2 separate regions of the Zea mays genome follow, and region 2 is linked to region 1. Evidence: chromatin contacts called from public Hi-C data. All regions are on one chromosome and are shown on one strand. The core of a region is the stretch at or near the end of the contact, and the rest is flanking DNA. Distances in the headings are between cores, read along the strand shown.

Evidence for each region. A called contact is a pair of places that touch in the nucleus more often than the background predicts.
Region 2: a Hi-C map of endosperm shows a contact between it and region 1, with 2.1 times the contacts expected there. The contact joins the promoter of LOC100273569 here to the promoter of LOC100284183 in region 1. A contact is called at or near these places in 5 of 25 Hi-C or Micro-C datasets (bundle sheath, ear, endosperm and 2 more).

The regions. Positions count from the first base shown.
Region 1 is chr7:146,011,577-146,014,525 of Zm-B73-REFERENCE-NAM-5.0, forward strand. It overlaps LOC100284183 (indole-3-acetate beta-glucosyltransferase), which reads left to right and starts at 1,652. Exons shown (of 2, transcript NM_001157079.2): 1 at 1,652-2,404; 2 at 2,521-2,949. The coding sequence starts at 1,733.
Region 2 is chr7:146,355,926-146,358,915 of Zm-B73-REFERENCE-NAM-5.0, forward strand. LOC100273569 reads left to right here and starts at 1,632. Exons shown (of 18, transcript NM_001147987.1): 1 at 1,632-2,122; 2 at 2,230-2,271; 3 at 2,373-2,470. The coding sequence starts at 1,910.

The DNA.
Region 1 (2,949 bases), core at 402-2,901:
TCGATCGGCCACGCGAGCTCATCCTCGTCACCAGCGATTCGTCGCGCGAGCTACTCCACGTCTCCGACGATTTGCCGCACGTGCTACTTCTCGTCTCCGACGATTCGTGTGTGTGTTCAACGTTCCCGACGAGTGCCAATCCAAAACTCCAACGACCGGCGTTAAGGCGCTCGTCCTCTCTTCGACAGTGGGCTGGAGGATTCGATAGATAGAGGACACACAAGAAATCGGTAAATGTAGCGGACGAAGGACGGGCGCTATATTTTAGAGGAGAGGGTAGCGGACGTTGTTGGATGGTTTCCGGAGGATTGGAAACACTATATTTAGTGTAACGGGCCGTTTACAGTCCCTTGCTGGAGACATACTAGTTCTTCCATTTTAGCCTCATTTCGTCCCTAAATTGTCAAACGGTTGGACTAAAACAGGGACTAAACTATTCTAGTATCTCAAGAGGTGACTAAAAGGATAATCCATATAAATTTCACTTTTTGCCCATCGTTTATTTCAGTTGCACTAATGGTGAGAGATTGTTAAACAGTATTTTAGTCCTCTTATGATTTATTTAATGTGTTTTGAAAACTTTTAGTCCCTAGAACCAAATAGAATATGGACTAAACTAAGTAAATTTTAGTTCCTAGACTAGAGAAACCAAACGGACCCTGAGACTTACGTCTAGATTGCGGGAGAGATGCGCGTTCTATAGCCGCCAATTCAGTGAAAATAATCAGGATTGCTAAACACCTCAGATTACTTAGACAACGGATTCTCCAAAGAGCGGATTTTCAGAAAAAACTTGATCGACTCCAAATAGGGCCTTAATTGGCACGATTTAAGTGTATGGATTCTTGAATAAAACATATACTGCATTCCGCAGATGCTCACGTAATAAAATGTATGTCATTGCTGACAGCAAATTCATGCACTCGACGGGAAGCTTAAGTCATCGATGACGTGCGAGACGAAGAAAACGATCAAGCCAAGTGACAATCGGGCACCGCAGGTGTAGAGAAATCGACAAAAACAAGGAGAAGTGTCTCTCGTGGGTGTGGTGCCGTAGTTTTTTCAACTTGTTGTGCAGATACCGACAGGGCCAGATATTGGCCCATGACCACCCGGGCCATGATCCGGATATAGCCTTTTTTTTTAAAAAAAAATCTCCTTGAAAATATTGAAAAGCTATATAATTAATCTATCTCGTTCTAACAATATTTATATAGTGTTTATTCTAAAACTCGATTTACATTATCATGGTTACATGTTTCAAAATATGTCTTTATTATTTTTTATTAGGCTCTATCTCTAGATTTTAAAATGATTGATGTAAATAAATAAAGATATTGCTTTACAATGATATTTTTTTATGTATGTTATCTATCTTACATTGTTATATAACTGTTAAACTATATTTTTAGTGTTTTTTTATCCCAAGTTGATCTAGGGCTTTAGTGTTCCGCTACTAGATGTCTACAACTCTAGATCCCAGCCGGAGCTCATTTTTTTTGGACCGAATTTAATAGAAATAGTTGGCCACTTGGGCTTTGCTTCAGCATCTGACGAGGATTATGTCGTTGAGACGCTGAAGCATGAGGACGGTCTCACCCTCTATATAAAGAGAGAGACCTGCACTCTCGTACTTCCCAAGAAGAACATCGCCATTGCAGCAAGTCTGTATGATCTGTGACAGCTGTCGATAGAATTATCACACACATTCGTTATTCGTTGAACTACAACCATGGCGAGGCCGTCCGACCAAAGCGTCCACGTCCTCCTGCTCCCATTCCCCACGCAGGGCCACATCAACCCGCTGCTCCAGTTCGGCAAGCGGCTCGCCGGCCGCGCTGGCGTCCGGTGCACGCTCGCGGCGACCCGCTTCGTCGTCAGCTCGACGAAGCCGACCCCGAGCTCGGTCCACGTCGCCGTGATCTCCGACGGCTGCGACGAGGGCGGCCCCGCCGAGGTGGGAGGGATGGGCGCCCGCTACTTCGAACGCCTCGAGTCGGCCGGGTCCGAGACGCTGGACGAGCTCCTCCGGTCGGAGTCGGCGCTGGGGCGGCCGGTGCACGTGGTGGTGTACGACGCGTTCGCACCCTGGGCGCAGCGCGTGGCGCGGCGGCGCGGCGCCGCCTGCGCGGCGTTCCTCACGCAGACGTGCGCCGTGGACATCGTGTACGCGCACGCGTGGGCCGGGCGGGTGCCGGTGCCGCCCCTGCCGCTGCGCCCCGAGGAGGCGCGGGGCCTGGCTCTGGCTGGGCTGTCGACCCAGCTCGAGGTGGACGACATGCCGACGTTCTTGGGCGACACCAGGTTTCCACCGTGCTTCCGGGAGCTGCTGATGAACCAGTTCCTGGGGCTGGACACCGCCGACCACGTGCTCGTCAACTCGTTCTACGACCTGGAGCCGCAGGTGAGTGAACTACTGACCCAGTGCAATCACAATCGCAAATGCATGCATCGCTAGCTGTAAGATGCAAATGAATGCGCGTCATCGTTGAGTCGTGCATGCATGATCCACGCAAACAGGAAGCGGACTACCTGGCGTCTACGTGGAGAGCCAAGATGGTGGGGCCGACCGTCCCGTCGGCGTTCCTCGACAACCGCCTCCCGGACGACGTGTCCTACGGCATCCACCTGCACGCCCCAATGGCGGCAGAAAGCAAGGCGTGGCTGGACGCCCAGCAGGCGGGGTCCGTCCTGTACGTGTCCTTCGGCAGCATGGCGTCGCTGAGCCCGGAGCAGATGGGCGAGATAGCCGAGGGCCTCTACGGCAGCGGCAAGCCCTTCCTGTGGGTCGTCCGGGCCACGGAGGCCGCCAAGGTACCCAAAGGCTTCGCCGACAGGGCCCAGGCCACCAGGGGGCTCCTGGTGTCGTGGTGCCCGCAGCTGGAGGTCCTGGCGCACCCCGCCGTCGGCTGCTTCTTCACGCACTGCGGCTGGAACTCGACGGTGGAG
Region 2 (2,990 bases), core at 382-2,881, 340 kb after region 1:
TCACGGACGAGCGAAAAAATGTCCATGATTTGTACTGATGCACATCTCCTATATATACTACCTACTTGAGGTGCTAGAAGAAGTATGGAACATTCTATTTAGATGATGTGCCTTTTAATTACAGTTTTAATATTTTCCCCATTATATAAACACTTTGTGATATTCTCAGTAGCTCATCATCTTTCTCTCTCTCTCTCAACATTGTAGATTGGCAATGATGCTTCTCAATTTGTTGGTCCACTTGTATTGAACCTGTTGATAAAGGTATGTTTCTCATTCCATGACTTCCCCCATCGTTAACATGACTATTGAAGTGCATTGATCCTAGAACATACTGTGCGATTATGCGTATCTTAGAGCACCTTTATTATGTTCTTTGCACCAATATACTTTGTTTTTTTTCCTTATCCGGTCTTTGAAAAAAGGTGATCCATCTTGGAGCATTACATCTATGCTTTCTTGATCTTTGCAGAGGTTGGTTGTTTATCATATCACCTTTGTTACATAGGCTATGTACCCGAACTTAAAGTTAGTACAACTAAGTAGCTAACTACGGCCATAGAAGGAACTATTATCATGCATGGTAATTGTGAGAATTCCATCACCGGGTGTTTTATTATTTTCATGTGATTTCAGGTTATGGACAACTATGGTAAGGGTAGATCTTCAGTCATGAAAACTACCAGGCTGTTGCTTGATAAAGATGGCTGGAGGGGCTTTTATAGAGGTTTTGGACCAAGTTTTCTTAACATGTCTGTTTCTCGTCTAACAAAATAATAATAAGATGGGAGTCTGATATAAAACTAGGATGTGAAAAATTTATATCTATAATAATGTATGCTATTCGTTTTTTGTGCAGTTATTGTACATTACCATTTTATCGAATTTGTGTGTCATTGCAACAGACAGTCATTGTACTATATTTTATTTAGGTATGTAACTAACAAAAGTATAGAATAACAATAATTGTTTTACATATCAATGTATTTTATCATAGTGCTTCTACGTCTCATTGCATCTTACCAGTACATGTTGACTCCGTAGCAATGCATGGGCATACACCTAGTATACCTAGAAAAACCAAGACCACCTTACAATTTGAAAAGTGGGAGCAATTCCTAGAAGTGCGAAAAGGGGGAGTAGTTTCTAAAAGGCATCGGGATGAAAAGCTAACAAAGTTAGAATTGTTCTACCGTAATAGTTAATCAAACAGATTCATAACTACATGGGAGATCAAACGAAGATGAACTTTACATAAAAAATATAAAAAATGTATGGCTCATTAAGATTTATAACTTGCAGTTGTCATTTTTTATCAAATTATTTATTATCTTTTATGAAGTACTCAAATTTTAAAATATAAAGTTTAGAGCTTTTGAACGACCTCAAATGTTATGTAATTATGTTATCGCGTTGAAATAAATGTTTGTGCAACCAAAATTGTTTCTTTTTAATAAAAGACAAAATTATCCGAACTGAAACCTTCGGGTGCTGACCCAAAGGAAACGGAGAGTAACATCGGCCCGGGTTCAATTCCCAGGTCAACCGGCGCAGGCGTCGTCGTGGACCCATCGGACCGGCGTCGAAGTCCATTATCTCCGGCCTCCGCAGACGGCAGAACTGAACCGAACCGCACCGTCGAATTCCCCGTCCGACCCCACTGGTCCCGGCCTCTGCAGGGTGGCCCACCCATGACCCATCCCGCGACCGCGACCCGACCGCTCCCACCTTCCCCGCCTCGTCGTCCCCCTGCATAACCACCACCCCACCAGGCCACCATTCCTTCCTCCCCTGGTCGCCCCCGCCTCCATGGCCCTCGCGTGCGCGCCCATACCGCTCCCGAGTCCCTAGGACGCGGCACGCACCCTTCTCGCGGGCGCGGGCGCGGGCGCGGGGCGCGGGAGCAGGCATGGCGTCGCAGGTCGCTGGGTCAACCCCGGCGGTGGCGGCGCTTGGGTTCCTTCTCCCGACCTTCTGGGAGATCGAGGTCACGTGCGCCGCCGCGATGATCCTCGTGGCGCTTTACGTTGCCTACGAGCTCCTCAACCCGCGCTCCTCGCAGGCGGCAGCGGCGGGCGACGCCGACGAGCTCCTCGTGCGGGGGCTGGACGGCGCCGACAAGGTAACGTCTTGGGTTTCGGAGAATTTGGGTCATATGGTGCTGGTCATCACGGATGCTGATGCCTTGATCTCCCGTTTGATGGATGCGCTTGGATTGGATTGGGGCAGTTCAAGGGGGGTGTGAGCGGCCCCTCTGCCTATGTAGTGAAGGTGATCAGTGATCAGATTTTGGCCTCTATTCTTTTTTCCACGTCTTGCTGCCGGCAGTTGTTCTGGATGGTTTATGACTTTGATTGGATGTGTCTGTTCAGCTCGAATTGTTGGCTGCAAAAAATTTGATGGCGGCGAACTTAAATGGGACATCTGACCCATATGCATTGATCACTTGTGGTGCAGAGAAGCGTTTCAGGTAACCATATTGATTCAATACTTTGAACCCATTATCTGGATGATTTCAGTTATTTTATTAACTGTATATAGCTTTTGAAGGAGTTCCGTTTCCAGCTTATTTATCAATCTGAGAATTTTTGGACACTGTCATTTGCTTAGCCGCCATGTTCAATCTTCCCTTTGAGGAGACATACACCCAGAGAGCAAGTTGGTTGTGTTTAGGGCGAAACTATTAACTGGATGGGGTGTTCTTTTTTATTGCACTGAAGTCAGATCCTTTGCAAAGTGTTCCAAATTATAAGGCATTTTCACTTTTGTTGATACATTGTTTTTAATATGTATCTAGGCATAGTGTATATCTAAGTGCGTAAAAATGTTACGTATCTAGAAAAAACCAAATATCTTATAATTTGAATGGAGGGGGTACTTGATAGTGTAACAACAACAACAAAGTCTTATAGTCTCAAGCAAGTTAGGGTAGACTAGAGTCGAAACCCTACAGAAGCCACAAATCAAGGTTCAGGCACGTGGATAGCTGT